Linked DNA regions of Mus musculus: region 1 is linked to region 2. Evidence: chromatin contacts called from public promoter capture Hi-C data. All regions are on one chromosome and are shown on one strand. Each heading gives the region's core, a stretch centred on a gene start, on an enhancer-like site or on the middle of the called end of the contact. The rest is flanking DNA. Distances are from core to core; before and after follow the strand shown.

Region 1 (7,477 bases), core at 2,681-5,180, 2.9 Mb after region 2:
AGCTACTTTAAAGTCACTGAAGGCTGTCAGGAGGAACAGTGATTTTGGAGCCTGAAGCCAGGGTTCAAATCCTGCCTCCCTCTGTTACTTGCATGCTAGGTACCTTAGACAAGTCTGTCTCTCTGGGTCTGTTTTCTCTTGACTAAAGACTGTTGCAAGATCAGGTGAGCTAACATGGGGGAAGAATGCACACAGGCCTCCCTCCATCATCGCTTTTCCCTTTCAAAACATCCTTGCTGCCTTGGCTTTGGGGGGTGGGGGATCGTACCTCCTGCGTTAGGCACGCACCATCAGCTCTGGTTTTATATGATCCTAGGATGGAACCCAGGCCTCTCCCCGTGCAAGGCAAACATTCCAAACACTGAGCCACATCCCAGCTAGGCTAAGCAAGCTTTACAAAGGGATCCTGGTGGGTGCCACCCAGGCCCTTCCTATGATGTGCCTGGCCCCTGGCATTTATACCTTCAGTACCCACCCCCTGCTTTATTTTCCCACTCTTTGAAAGCTCATTTTTTTTCTCAATCAGATGTCTCTTTCTCAAAAAAAAAACCCTCCCCATTGCCTGAACCTCCTCCTCTGACCTATGTGGTGTCACCGTCCAGGAACAAATCTGACAGGCTCCGTTAGCTCGCTATGCAGCAACCACTCAGGCAGAGTGTAAATAGGCTCACCCCTACCAAGTCAGGCCTTTTCTCAAATGTCTACCCTGGAAGGTGCTCCTCATGGGAGAGTGGTCAAGGCCGTGGCCAATGTTATATATGTCTTAGAGAGTAACAGCCAAAGCCCTGAAGCCTGCTAGATGGGCATCATGGTCAAGTAGTCACAAAAGCCATCTCCCTGGGTGTGCAATGCCTGGCAGAGTGGGGCAGTCCATCATGTCTAGGTGGAGGAAATCACTGTGGCCAAAGGCACAACAGTCACAGCAGGTGGGTCAATGAAAGCACCTCTGCGCACTGCTGGGCACAACCTCTAGGAGAGTAATGCCCCAGCATCAGGGCCCAGTGTGAGCTCCACCACAAGGAGTAAGTCAAGACACACTATGGCTATGGCCCACAAGGAAACATTCTAGAATATTCATCACAGCACAGTGACAGCTCAGCAAGGAACTGGCCGTGTGGCCACCAAAACGTGATGACTCCTATGTGATGGATCATGAGAAAGAAATACTGAACAGCATGGAAATCAGGGGACCATCCAAGGCTGCAGAACACTGTGACATGTTCAGATGACACTGTATCTGTGCACAGTGAAACAGCAGCAGACATGAGACAAACAGGGGCATTCAAAGGACAGAGGTCAGATCTGGATCTGTGGAATGGGTGGGTCAGGTGGTGCTGATGCAGAGCCGGCATCTGTTAGGCTGCTGTCCTCTAGGTAGTGACGGCCGGCGGCTTTGCTGATCCAGTTCCTCAGGGAAGCTGGGATGGAGCGGGGTAATGTGCTGGGTGGATGGCATCCCTGGCTGGACTCCTGTGGCCTGACAAGGAGGGCTGGGCATTCCCTAACACTGAAAGCTTGCTTTTCTCGATAGCCCACCATAGCACATAAAGAACAAAATTAGTCAATATAAAAACACTTGCTCAGGACCCAAAGACAAGGCAGGGGCCTGAAACTGGGTCTCCAACGGCACAACCCCCATCTCTCCTTATCTGTGCCAAGCTGGCACCACAAGGCTGGGAATTTGGGTGACCTCACAGATCTGGTGCTGGTAGTATGCCAGCTCTCTGACACAGTCGGGTGCAGACAGGGGGTGGGGGTGGGGGTGGGTTGGCTGTGGAGAAAGTTGGGAGGCAGCGATGAGACTAGTACTTCCACAGCATGCCAGGCTGCCCGGTGCCTATCTTACCCTCCACAGCCAGCACTGTTCTTAGGTCCACTTTACACAGGAGGAGACGGAGGCACTTACTATACGTGGTCCTTCCCAGGTTGAGCCACTAGCAGGCCAGGACCTTTGCCCTTTCTGACCTTGTGTCCCTTCCTGTCCCTCCTACTCATCTTTCAGAGCTTCCTTGAGGGACTTTCCAAGGACAGGAACCTCAGGACAGACCCAGCATATACAGGCACTCTCCCTGTCCCTGCTCCATTTAGGCTCAGTGTCCTTGGCTGAGGGCTGGTCTTAGTACGCTCCTATGGGAGTGACCAAGCAGGCATTGAGGGTAGGGCTGAGTGCCTCTTGTCCCCTTGCTACAGTATCTGAGGACACCCCCCCACACACACACACACACAGACACTCTGCGGCCAGCTGATGCTCCAGAAGCGCCCAGAATCCAGCAGGAGTGCATATGGCCCCAAGAACCGGGAGAAGGCAGAATGGGCTCTCCCATGGAGGCCAAAGAAAGCAAAGCCAAGAGCTGCCCACGGTTGGCTAAGCATGAGTGAGAGAAGTGGAAAGATGGCTGACAGGAGGTCAAAACCCTGGAAGGAGGACCAAGGCTCAAACTGTAAAGCGTTTGGGAACCACTGAAGGCCACAGGGAGAGCTTGTGGTGTCAGGAATAGAGAGCGCCTAAGGTCACACCCACCCAATCAGAGGCTCACTGGACTCTGGGCCACCCACCAGCATGCCACTCCCATAGGCCCAGTGGAACCTCCCCTCCCAGGTCACACCCTTCCAAGGAGGCTAAACAGACACTCTGTTCCCACCCAGGGAGTGGCTTCCAGGAACAGACCTCCTGGGAAGTGGACCCTGTGGCAGGTAGCAGACCAAAGCTCCTTTCTCTTAACAAAGCTTTCTTGGCATTACTTTTTCTACCTGGAAAACAGGGGTGTTCTCTAACACCCAACTCACCCATCTCACAAGATAAGGGATGAAACAAGACCAGGCATACACGGTGCGCTCGCTCGCTCGCGCTCTCTCGCTCGCGCTCTCTCGCTCGCGCTCTCTCGTTAAACATTTACCAGCACCAAGATTTTGTGAAAGGCAGCAGGAGACAGAAGCACTCTGGGACAGAGCTCCGGAGCTGGAATCCCAGCTGCTCACCTTACTTCATTAGCTGACCTGGGGCAAATCACTTAGCTTCTTAATAACAGCTTTGGCTCCAGTGATGCTGTACTGCGCGCTAAATGAGTACATACACAGAGCTTTAACGCGGAGAGGGAAGCCCAGCCTATCATCAGTGTTTTATCAGTGTGTGGCCTTCATTATCAGTGGGAAGGGGCTCCCCTTCTCCTCCCACCACACACACCAGGACACACTTTCGAAGGCTCTGTTAGATGTCCCTGGTCCCCCTCCTCACCGCACGTGCCCCACTTGAGTTTTTAGTTTCTGGCCCTCCCAGAACATCTTCACCCGTCAGATTTTTATCTTCGTACCTTCTACCTAAGGGCTGTCTCAGACACCCCCCCAAAACCTAAAACTCAAGCACCTCCTCCTCCTCCTCCGGTTGAGGCTTTTAAATCTTTGACCGGGCAGCCGCCCACTTCTCTAGGTTGTGACCTCCAGCCCTGACAGACACACCCTCTTCTTAAGTTACTCTGAGCGCCCCCTTTTATGAGACCCGTTCCGAGCCCCTCCTATGCGCCCCCACTTAGTATTCCAAACTTTGCACAAATTTCAAACCCGGCCACGCCCCCTCCACCGGTCTAACCACTGGTCGCGACAGTCCCCTCCCCTTTCCCTCATTTTTGGGCCCGCGACCCTTTTCCACGCGACCCTCCCCTCCAAGAGTGAACTTTGACCCGACCGGCCCCGCCCCCTTCCGAATAACCGCTCTCCCACGGCGCGTGCCCAGACCCACCCGCCCCCAGCCACAAACCCCTTGCACGGTAACCCCCTAACCTACCGGCTTGGCGCCGCGGTCGCTCGCGGCCTAGCTGCCTGGCCCAGAACTCTGTGCCCGCGTACCGCCCTCAGCGGTCTCGCGCCGCCGCCGCCGCGGCTACTGCCGCCGCCATGTTGAATCCCCAATGAACATCCGGGGCCTCCCCTACTCCTCGCCGCCCACTAGTCCCCATGGCAACGGAGCTGACCGGGTGATGGGCGGGGCCTACTCGGAGGCGGGGCAGCGAGCCGGGCAGGGTTCCCTAAAACCACTGATTGGTGCGAGTGGCCCAATCGGAGACCGCTAGGTGGAGAATGAAGAGCAGAGATTGGGAAGTTTTGAAAAGGTGCGGGATCGTTGACTCCCCGCCCACTCCGCCTCTTAAAGGGGAAATAACGACTTTCGCGTGGCAGAGTCCCACGGGCTCCCAAAAAAGTAAAGTGGAATACGAGAACATAAAGGCCAGAAACAGTTCTTAAGCACTTATTATGCCTTTGTTAGCACGCGACTAGTTCTGCTGTAAACTGTTAACACAACCCTGTTGTTGTAACACCCATTTTACAGGTAAACAAGCTAATAGGATGCTAGTTGGTTTATGACTACTGAAAGCAAGTTTTGAATGAAGCTCTGTCCGAATCTGGAAATCTGACACTATTTGATCTTAATCTTTTAAATAAGTTTTTTTTTTTTTAAGTCAGTCAATCACGAGTGTGTGAGATGCATCAGTGGATAGAAGGCGCTTGTTGCCGAGCCTGAAGTTTGATCTCCTGGACCCACACGGTAGAACTGATTCCCAGGAGTTGATCTGTAGCCTCCACAAGAGAGCCATAGACATAAAATAGAGGGATAAGTGTAATTAAGTGTTTTTAAATTAATCAAAATGGAAAACACAGCGGAAACAAAGCCCATAAACTAATACACCCTTCCACCTATGGGTTCATTAGGTCTTACTGAAAAATTTAAAAATGCTTTCTCATCAAGGATTTTGAGGGTTTTATTTGTTTATTTGGGTATCAGACACTGAACTTAGGGCTTTTATACAGGACAGGCAAGCAGTAGTACTAGGGAAGTCCCCGGCCCTAGAGAATTCTAGGCAAATGCTTTCCCCAGCTGAGCCCCTTGGGAGACTGAGGCTACAGGTTTTCCCAAACAGGCTTTCTCTGGTTCTTTTCACGGGCTTTTTCTTCTGTCTGGAAGATTCTCTTCTTTAAGCATCCTCCTGACTCCCAGGGTTCCTTTGGGTTTTTCCTCAAACATTATGTTCTCTAAGGGGCAAAATGTCCTACCTTGTGCTATTAAATCCTTTGCCAGCTTCTGGCAAAGCTTCCTTTCCTTTGCCGCCTGTGGTTTTGTGTTTGGCTGGCTGGTTTTGGTTTCGTGAGACAGGGTCTCAGGACGTAGCCCAGGCTGACCTTGAACTATGCTTTTTGCTCGTAGCCAGAGCCTTGATATTATTGGTATGTAAATGCTCAGTACATATTTATAAAAGGGGTGGCTGACTAAAAGGTAATTCCACCCTCCAAAGATTCACTTAAATGATGCTTGCCTGTGTGCTTCACCTGCACACTGCCAGGCACACCGCAGGCATTCTGTTAACATGTGCAAACCAAGAATGAATGAAGGGCTGCGGTTCAGGTCTCTGCTTGCCTTCTTTTCTCCCCATCATCCCTATCTCTCCCTTCAGCTTATGTCCACTTGAACTCAAGGCCTCCGATGCACTAAGAGAGTCTTTTAGCACTGGGATTACAGGCACGTGTCTCCTTACCATGCCTGGAAGAATGGTCTGAAATATATATCTTAAAAAAACGATTTATGGGGAGAACTGGAAGGAGTGGAGGGATGGGACACTGCAGTTGAGAAGTAATGTATGAAAGAAGAGTAAATAAATTTAAAAATTATTCCCGCTGGGCAGTGGTGGTGCACGCCTTTAATCCCAGCACTCAGGAGGCAGAGGCAGGCGGATTTCTGAGTTCGAGGCCAGCCTGGTCTACAGAGTGAGTTCTAGGACAGCCAGGGCTATACAGAGAAACCCTGTCTCGAAAAACCAAAGAATAAAAAATAAAATAAATAATTATTCCCCACCCCAGAAAAATAAGTAGGTTTAAAGAAATATTCCCCATCCCTCTGTGTGTGTGTGTGTGTGTGTGTGTGTGTGTGTGTACCCCTCTGCGTGTGTGTGTTCTCAGAGGCTAGAAGAGGGCCTCTGAAAAAGCAACAAGTGCTCTTACGGACGGAGCCATTTCTCCAGCCCCAGAAAAATACCTTTTAAAACTAAGACTATATACATCATCAGTGACTCTTGATGTCAATAAATATTCTTCAAGAAGATTAATCTTGGGGCTGCCTAAGAAGCCATCCTACTAATTGACTCTAATTTGCTCAGCCACACTTTCCTCATTGAGCTCCTGTGCTGTGGTACACAGTTTGCTTTTAGAAACCATCATCCACAAAAATAAAAAAAACAAGCCCAAGCAGCTACATAATTGTTTCCTTTGAATACACGAGTGATGGGCTAGAGGAAATGTGAGCGAGTTCACCTTATCTTCTAAACTCTGAGTGTGGGGTCGGGAGCTGGGGATTGAGCCCAGGACTGTAAGAGAATCTTGACTGGTTCTGAATAAGTGAGGCACACTCTCAGCTCCTGAAGAACTGTTTGCTTGTATTTGGTTTTGTTTTAGACAAAGTCTCATGCAGCCCAGGCTCATGCCTGGAACTCAGGATGTAGCCAAGGATGACCTCCAGCTGATGATCTGTCTGCTCCCACATCCCTCGTGTTGGGAAGACAGGGGTGACCGCCATTGCCTCCCTAGAGATACAAACCACTTGTAGCAACGATGCTACAAGAGGCAGTGGGTGCTCTATACTCTCTCTCCCTTTCTCTCTCCCTCTTCCTCTCCCCCTCCTCTCCCCCTCCCCACCCCCCTGTCTTTCTTTTCTCCCTAGGTTCTTTTTTTTCCAAGACAAGGTTTCTCTGTGTGGCCCTGGCTGTTCTTGAACTTGCTCTGTAGACCAGATAGGCCTCAAACTTAGAAATCCACCTGCCTCTGACTCCCGAGTGCTGGGATTAAATGCGTGCCCCGCCATGCCCAGCTATTCTGAACATTTTTACGAACCTGGAATTTTATGCTAAAGTGGAATTATTGGTTTCTAGTTCACCCTAGAGACCAAAGTTGGGAGAATTCTAGGTGCTCGTTCATTCACCGGCTGCCCTCTGCTGCCTCCCTATGGTCGGGGACACACATCGCAAGATCATACAAGGGATTCATCACTTTGGCCTGTATTCTCACCGGTGTTTAAACACTCTTGTTGTTCACACTTTGGCCTGCATTCGAAGTATTCTCACCGGTGTTTAAACACTCTTGTTGTTTTTCCTCTTTCTTTATATTTGCTTGTTTTGCCTGTGTATGACTGTGTACCAGAGTGAGGGGGACAAAGAAAATGTTCTCTGTTTCTTCTGTGTGATTCCCAGGATTGAATTCAGGCCATTGAGCAAGCGCCTTTACACGCTGAGCTATCTCCCCAGCCCCCTTAATAGATTTTAAACCGAGGTCTGACTTCAAAACCTATGCTCACACTGGCTCAATAAATATATACACTGAGCACTCGCTGTGAGCCAATCACATTGAATAATGATAATGCCAACATTGACAGAGTATGCAATGCGGCAGGCCATGTAACATACACTCCCTTAGAATTTGCAGTAGGGTTCTCCCAGGA
Region 2 (7,719 bases), core at 517-3,016:
GGAAAGCTTCCTTCAGCTGCTCCCCAATTTTCCAAACTACATCTCCACCCCTCCCTTTCTGGCTGTTGTTTTTCCCCAGAGCGGTTATCACCATATGACATACCCTATAATTTACTTATTTACTATGTTGGTTGTCTAGGATGTCAGCTTCACGGGGCAGGAATTTTTGTCTGCTGTGTTCATTGCTGTGTCCCCAGCCTGGAGAACAGGGCCTGCCAGGGGAGGGCTTAGGGTTGGGGGGGGGGGGGGCTGGGCTGCATCTCCAAGCATTGGACTGTCAGGCTGGGACACTCAGCTGTGCATTGAGGCCACTAGAAACCTAACGAAGGGGAGAGATGGCTCCACTGGGGAAGAAAGGAAATCTGAGTCAGGTGCGTGAGAGCAAAGCAAGTCCATGAGGAGGAGGGCGGAAGGGGTCTAAGCTGAGGTGCTGACCTGGGGGCCTGGGAGAGTGAAGAGACCACAAAGGGAGGTCAGACGAGGCCAGACTTGACTTGAGAGGTTGGACTTTGTTCTGTGGCCCAGGGGAGTCATGGGAGGGTTTTGAGCAAGAGGGTAATGTGGATTGCTCTAGATTCCTGTGACTACTATGTGGAGTGAGTGGGAGATGAGAACCCAGAGAGGAAATTCAGGCAATAATCCAAGGTAAAAGTACTGTGCGAGGTCTCCAGTGGTTTCAATGCTGGGAACCCGGGAGCAGGGTTCTGCCCCTTTGTCCTTTTCTCTAACGCCTCTCCTCCCGCAGGTTGGCCTCGACTCCATCTCCAGGTGTGGTCCCAGGACAGCTTTGGCCGCTGCCAGCTTGCTGGCTATGGCTTTTGCCATGTGCCTAGCAGCCCAGGCACTCATCAGCTGGACTGCCCTACATGGAGGCCCCTGGGCAGTTGGAGGGAGCAGCTAGCACGGGCTTTCGTGGGTGGTGGGCCACAGCTGCTGCACGCAGATACCATCTACAGCGGGGCTGACCGCTACCGCCTGCACACGGCCGCGGGTGGCACAGTGCACCTTGGTATCGGCCTGCTGCTGCGCCACTTCGATCGCTATGGAGTGGAGTGTTGAGGGACTTCATTGCTACTAATCGCCATCATCCACTGAGCACATAATGGCACAGCAGTGAAGCAGGCACGTGGACTCTGGAGACTGTCAGTCCTGATCACCCCCAAGTCATGGCCCCTATGCCATGGACTGCAAGGCCAGGAACTCCCCTGTGGCCCATGCTCCACTGAACTACGGGGTAGAAAGGGCTGTGGGTTGGAGGGACATGAGCAGGGCCCACTGTTTGGACTGTCGGGGGCACTTAATAAAAGCGTGTATTTCTCATGGGTAAGGTGCCTCCTTGTATCCGCTAAAGCTCTCAGACGTCGGTCTCCTTATTTCACTCTCCTTGACACTCTCATCCGCAAAGTCTGCCCCTGCCTTTCGCTCTCCACCGCCTAGGTCCCCACTTCTAATACAGGACTCTGTTTTCTCACGAAGTCCCAATTTTTCCTTTGACCCTTCAACAACTCCCAAATCCACCGGGGCGCTTTGGTTGGTCACCGGCTTTAGTAGTGCTCCGCCGCCAGGAGGCAGCACCCTGGAGGTGGGGCGAGGCCGGGGTGCCCGCCCCCTCCCCGCAGGGCTGAAGGGACCCCCCTTGGAGCCCGCCCACGCTAAGATGAAGACAGTGCCCCCCCATGCCCTCCCCCTGGGGCTGCCCCCGCCCCGCGCGCGCTTCCTGGGTGGGGCCGGGGCGGCTTCAAAACCCCCGCCGCCCCAGCCGGTCCCGCCGCCGCCGCCGCCCTTCGCGCCCCAGGCCGTCCCCCTCCTCCTCCCGCCGCGGATCCTCCAGACAGCCAGGCCCCCGGCCGGGGCAGGGGGGACGCCCCTTCGGGGCACCCCCGGCTCTGAGCCGCACTCGGAGTCGGCCTCCGCTGGGAGCCGGCAAAGGAGCAGCCGAGGAGCCGTCCGAGGCCCCAGAGTCTGAGACCAGCCGCCGCCGCAGGGAGGAGGGGGAGGAGGAGTGGGAGGAGGGACGAGCTGGTTGAGAGAAGAGGAAAAAAGTTTTGAGACTTTTCCGCTGCTACTGCAAGTCAGAGACGTGGGGACTTCTTGGCACTGCGCTGTCTCGCAAGGAGGCAGGACCTGAGGACTCCAGACAGCCCTGCTCACCGTCGTGGACACTCGATCGCTACCCGGCGTTCCTCAGACGCCCCTATTCCGGACCAGCCCTCGGGAGCCACAAACCCCGCCTCCCGCGAAGACTTCACCCCAAAGCTGGGGCGCACCCCTTGCACGCCGCCCTCCCCCCAGCCTGCCTCTTGAGTCCCTCGCATCCCAGGACCCTCTCTCCCCCGAGAGGCAGATCTCCCTCGGACCTGCTGGCAGTAGCTCCCCTATTTAAGAACACCCACTTTTGGATCTCAGAGAGCGCTCATCTCGATTTTTACCCTGGTGGTATACTGAGACACCTTGGTGTCAGAGCCTCACCGCGACTCCTGCTGCTTTCTCCCTCAACCTCAAATTATTCAGGACTATCACCTACCTTTCCTTGGGAGACCCCACCCCACAAGCCCTGCAGGGGCGGGGCCTCCGCATCCCACCTTTGCCGAGGGTTCCCGCTCTCCGAAGTGCCGTGGGGCGCCGCCTCCCCCATGCCGCCCTCGGGGCTGCGGCTACTGCCGCTTCTGCTCCCACTCCCGTGGCTTCTAGTGCTGACGCCCGGGAGGCCAGCCGCGGGACTCTCCACCTGCAAGACCATCGACATGGAGCTGGTGAAACGGAAGCGCATCGAAGCCATCCGTGGCCAGATCCTGTCCAAACTAAGGCTCGCCAGTCCCCCAAGCCAGGGGGAGGTACCGCCCGGCCCGCTGCCCGAGGCGGTGCTCGCTTTGTACAACAGCACCCGCGACCGGGTGGCAGGCGAGAGCGCCGACCCAGAGCCGGAGCCCGAAGCGGACTACTATGCTAAAGAGGTCACCCGCGTGCTAATGGTGGACCGCAACAACGGTGAGCTCCGAGGGGCCGGGGAGCCAGGAGGGAGCCCCCAGGGGGCGCCGGAGTGCAGGGGTCACCGGGAGGAAATTACCCTCAGAGGAAACTGGCTGGAGGAAGGGGAGCCCTGGGGGCACCGGGACAACTGTGTGGGTGTCCCAAAGAGGCTGGCACTTTCCCGTACCCCAGGTGTCTTTGAGAGGAATAGACAGCCTGCCAAAGTGATCCTCTCCTAGAAAAGCAAGGTCGTGGGGAGAGTCCCCTCTAGAAGAGGAGCATTTGGCAGGTTTTGTTTTAAGTTCCCCTAATGGTGCCTAAAAATGCAGGGCTCGCTGGGTGGTCTCTTTCCAGAAAGGTAGAACCCAGCTCAAGAGAATGGAAGGTGTCCAACATTTCGGAATGGAGATGCAATGTGGAAAGCCGACCCCAGACCGGGTCGTGAGATGGAGAGAAAACCTAGGGGATGGGTACCCTAGAACTGCCAAATAAAATCTCTAGTGGGCTTACTCTCAGAAAGCGACAGGCGCACGCTAGAGAGTGTGATCTGTGGAGTCACTACGGGGTTACAAGTGAAAAAGGAAAGCGACGTTGTTGGGAGAAGGACTCTAGAGAGGAGCAGAGAGGGTGCGGAAAATGAGCCCGGAGGTGTCACGAGTGTTTTGCTTGGGGGCGTAAAAGAGCGCGCGAGCCGGCAGGCGGAGCCCAGTGAAGGAAGCGAGCGAGTCCTCAAGAAATCTAGAATACTGGGTCATTGGGAAGGAGTCATAAAAAGGGGAGACTGGCTTAGGAAGGTGGCCCCCCGCGGCAGCCAGGCAGACGGAGCAGGGATACCATGCCATCCAGGAGTGAGTGGCGAGCGCCCCTCTCCTGGGCGTGGAAGGGAGTGGCTGAGCCTCTGGAGTCGAGCCCTAGAGGAGCAGCTAGAAGTAGGGGAGAGGCAGTCTTCAAAACTCAAATGAAAAAACCGAATCGGTAAGGATGAGGAAGCCCCCACGTGGGTGCCACGCGCGTGGGGAGGAGCTTGCGCTTCTTGGGGGGGTAAGAGGACCCCACGGAACTGAACGCTGACAGGCTGTAACCCCAAGGTCCCAGTTCCTCCTACCGGAGGCTGGGGAAAACCCAGCGTCCGGTCGCCACGCCCTCCTCCCTTCCCTTTCCTTCCCGTGCCCGGGAGGAGGGGAGACAGAGATCGCGCGCGGAGCCTGGGGCGAGACGAGGCAGGTCCGGATCCCGCCCTCCCTAGGCTGTTAGTCTCCCGCCCTCCTCACCCCAGTAGTGGGCGGGGAAACTCACGGCCCCGCCCTGTAGGCGCCCACGCGGGACCCAAGCGTCGTGTGTGACCGGGGAACTTTAGGTGTCAGTAGCTTCTCCAGGTTTCACCTTCCTAACCCCAGAGGTGGACTTAAGGATTATTTGCACATTGCTGGACCCAATTGTGGCTCAGGCCTAATGACACCCCTCCCTAGCCACGACTTAATGTGACCTCTTCGTTGGAGAAGTCCTTTACTCTCCTGAGACTGTATTTCTTACGCATATATCTCTTCCGGCATGTGCCTCTCATTTCCGTCTCCTCTCCCACATACCTATTCATCTCTATGTCACCCCATTTCCCTCTGCGACACCCACAATCCTTCCTGCCCTCCTATCTCTCCCCTATCGGCTACCCCCAGCTGAGATCCCATCCCTCCATTGTGGTTTGCTGAGTAACAACCGAACCAAGAATAGAGGCCCTCTGTCCTTCATCGACGTCTGGGATCACCATCTCATCCCCACTACAAGAAGCCAGAAGCCCCAGCAGACGCAGAATTTCGGGATTTTGCCCCTTCGTTCCCCAGTGCAGACATCCTTTAGGCTAGGAAGCCCTTTAGTGAATGGGGCTCCCAAACCTGCAGTCACTCTTACCTAGAAATCCTCTTTGCTGCTAACACGACCAGGAAATGGGCTAAAGAGGGGAGTAACTAATGACACTGATGACAGGCAAATGATAATAAACCCCCACTGGCCAGGAAATGGCAGAGTTTTGGGATTAGGACCACTGTCTGGTTGTCTCCATCTGATCCCCCCCTCCCCTGCTTATCCTCATTCCCACTCAGTTCTCCCCCTCCATCCACCTCCCATGACTTACTGACTCGCTGTGCAGGGGTGGATTGGTACGGGGTGCGGGCTTCCCCTTCTCAGGAGAGGAGGGGGTGAGGGAAGGGGATGTGAGGGGGGACTGGAAGGAGGGAAAGCTGAAGTCGGGTTATAAAGTGAATGAATGAATGAATGAATGAATGAACGAACGAACAAACAAATAAATGGGGGGGGGCAACCCAATCCCAGGCTGCCAAGTCTGTCTATGACTGTAGTCCCAGTACTGGGGAGACAAAGGCAAAAGGACTGCTTCAAGACCATCCTTGGATACACAGTGAATGTGAGACTAGCCTAAGCTATGAAATCCTGTCTCCAGAACAAAAGAAAATAAACAAAAAAATTAGTCCCTGGGGCGGGAGAGATGGCTCAGAGGTTAAGAGCACTGGCTGCTCTTCCAGAGGTCCTGAGTTCAAGTCCCAGCAACCACATGGTGGCTCACAACCATCTGAAATAAGATCCGATTCCTTCTTCTGGTGTGTCTGAAAACAGCGACAGTGTACTCATATATATAAAATAAATAAATTAATTTTTAAAAGCTTTTAAAAAATTAGTCCCTGTAATAAGGTGGCTTGAATCTTACCATGTTGTGAAGTCTCAATGCCTTTATCTTTTGTAAAGTGTTTAAAATGATATCTTTACCATGCACTGTATTCCCCTCACCTTTATTAGCACACACACATGTGCACACACACGCACGTGCGTGCACACACACACATATGTAGGCTAACTCCCAGTGAACAGCTTCCTGACTCAGGCTCAGGCTCCTCAGCTTTGGCTGCAGACTCACACTAGCTAAAATACACTTTATTATGTTTAGCTTTTCCCCAGTGTCTCATCAGCTCTGTTAATCCTGGATTTGATTGGTGTCTTACAGTTAAAGAGAGAAGTTTGGCCGCTACTGGTGGCACAGGCCTGTAGGATTTGCTGAAGGAGGCAGAGGTGGGAGGATCTGGAGTTCAAGGCCAGCCTGGGATACACATTTTTCTGCCAGCCAGTGGTGGCGCACGCCTTTAATCCCAGAATTTGGGAGGCAGAGGCAGGCGGATTTCTGAATTTGAAGCCAGTTTGGTCTACAGATTGAGCTCCAGGACAGCCAGGGCTACACAGAGAAATCCTGTCTCAAAAAAAAAAGAAAAGAAAGAAAGGGAGGGAGGGAGGGAGGGAGGGAGAGAGGGGGGAGAGGGGAAGGGAAGGAAGGAAGAAAAGAAAGAAAGAAAGAAAGAGAGAAAGAGAGAGAGAGGAAGGAAGAAAGAAAGGAAGGAAGGGAGGGAGGGAGGGAGGGAAGAAGGAAGGAAGGAAGGAAGGAAGGAAGGAAGGAAGGGAGGAAGGGAGGAAGGAAGGAAGGAAGAAGCCACAGGTAACATAGTGTTTCAGTTGCAGCCGCCTAGGCTGGGAATCAGAACTTAATGGTACTTATTTCATCCAAGGTTAGAAGGCAGTTGGCCCAGTAGTAGAGCACTTCCTTAGAATCCACCTCCAAGGGGCTGTGTGTAGCTCAGCGACCAAGCGAGCGAGCGCTCCCACCTAGAACCTGCTGTGGGAGTCACTCAGTGCACGAGCACCCAACCTGAGTAGCAGCAGGGAAGCTTTCTGATCCCCCAAATTATGCCGTGCAATTTACTCTACAACTTCTGTTTGGTTTTGTTTGAGGCGTGGTCTCCTGCAGCCCAGGTGAGGTCAGCCAGTTAAGAACATTAGAGAGGGGCCTCTAAGAGCAGTCAAGATAACCAGCTGTTCTTCCAGCGGGTTGGGGTTTCCAGGACCTACATGGCAGCTCACAGCCATCTGTAACTCCGGTTCTAGAGGATCTGACACCCTCTTCTGGCTTCCACGGGCACTAGGCATGCACTCTGCACACAGACACACGGATGCAGCCAAAACATCCCTACACATAAGTAAACTGAATGTTAGAATGTGAAGTGGAATGCCAACCTGAGTTAGAGCCCATGGGCTCAGAAGCAGGGTGTCTCTGTTTCTTCCATCCTTGTCACAGACCTGACCTGATGTCTTCCTCCTTCTGCTCCTCCCCACCCAGCCATCTATGAGAAAACCAAAGACATCTCACACAGTATATATATGTTCTTCAATACGTCAGACATTCGGGAAGCAGTGCCCGAACCCCCATTGCTGTCCCGTGCAGAGCTGCGCTTGCAGAGATTAAAATCAAGTGTGGAGCAACATGTGGAACTCTACCAGGTAAGGCTTTGAGCCTGAGAGGTGGCACACAGGTCAGCCCTGCTGAGGTGTGGCCAGGTGGCTCAGTTTGAAGGCTCCTGGGTACAGAGCCAGGCCTGAGGGTAGAGCACAGTGTCGAAGCCTAAGGTTTTTATTTTTATTTTTGTCTTGTTTTCAATTGGTTGGTTGGTTGGTTGGGTTTTTCGTGACAGGGTCTCTCTGTGTAGCCCTGGCTGTCCTGGAACTCACTCTGTAGATCAGGCCGGCCTCAAGTTCACAGAGATTCGCTTGCCTTTGCCTCTCCAGTGCTGGGATTAAAGGTGTGTGCCACCATCACCCAGAGAATCCTAAGGTTTTTTTAAAAACCGCTCAGATTGCATCCTATTAGTTGAATTTGGGAGTTTGAACTGTAAAAATGCAGAAAGAGCCAGGGATGGA

Evidence for each region. Promoter capture Hi-C pulls out the DNA fragments that hold promoters and counts their contacts.
Region 1: a promoter capture Hi-C map of pre-B cells shows a contact between it and region 2, with 2.3 times the contacts expected there. The contact joins the promoter of Pak4 here to the promoter of Tgfb1 in region 2. A contact is called at or near these places in 2 of 39 promoter capture datasets (liver and pre-B cells).

Annotation. Positions count from the first base shown.
Region 1 is chr7:28,594,254-28,601,730 of GRCm38.p6, forward strand. Pak4 (p21 (RAC1) activated kinase 4) reads right to left here and starts at 3,931. Exons shown (of 10, transcript NM_027470.3): 1 at 3,782-3,931.
Region 2 is chr7:25,685,236-25,692,954 of GRCm38.p6, forward strand. It overlaps Tgfb1 (transforming growth factor, beta 1), which reads left to right and starts at 1,767. Exons shown (of 7, transcript NM_011577.2): 1 at 1,767-2,988; 2 at 7,142-7,302. The coding sequence starts at 2,634. B9d2 (B9 protein domain 2) reads left to right here. Exons shown (of 4, transcript NM_001362154.1): 4 at 746-1,327. The coding sequence ends at 1,059.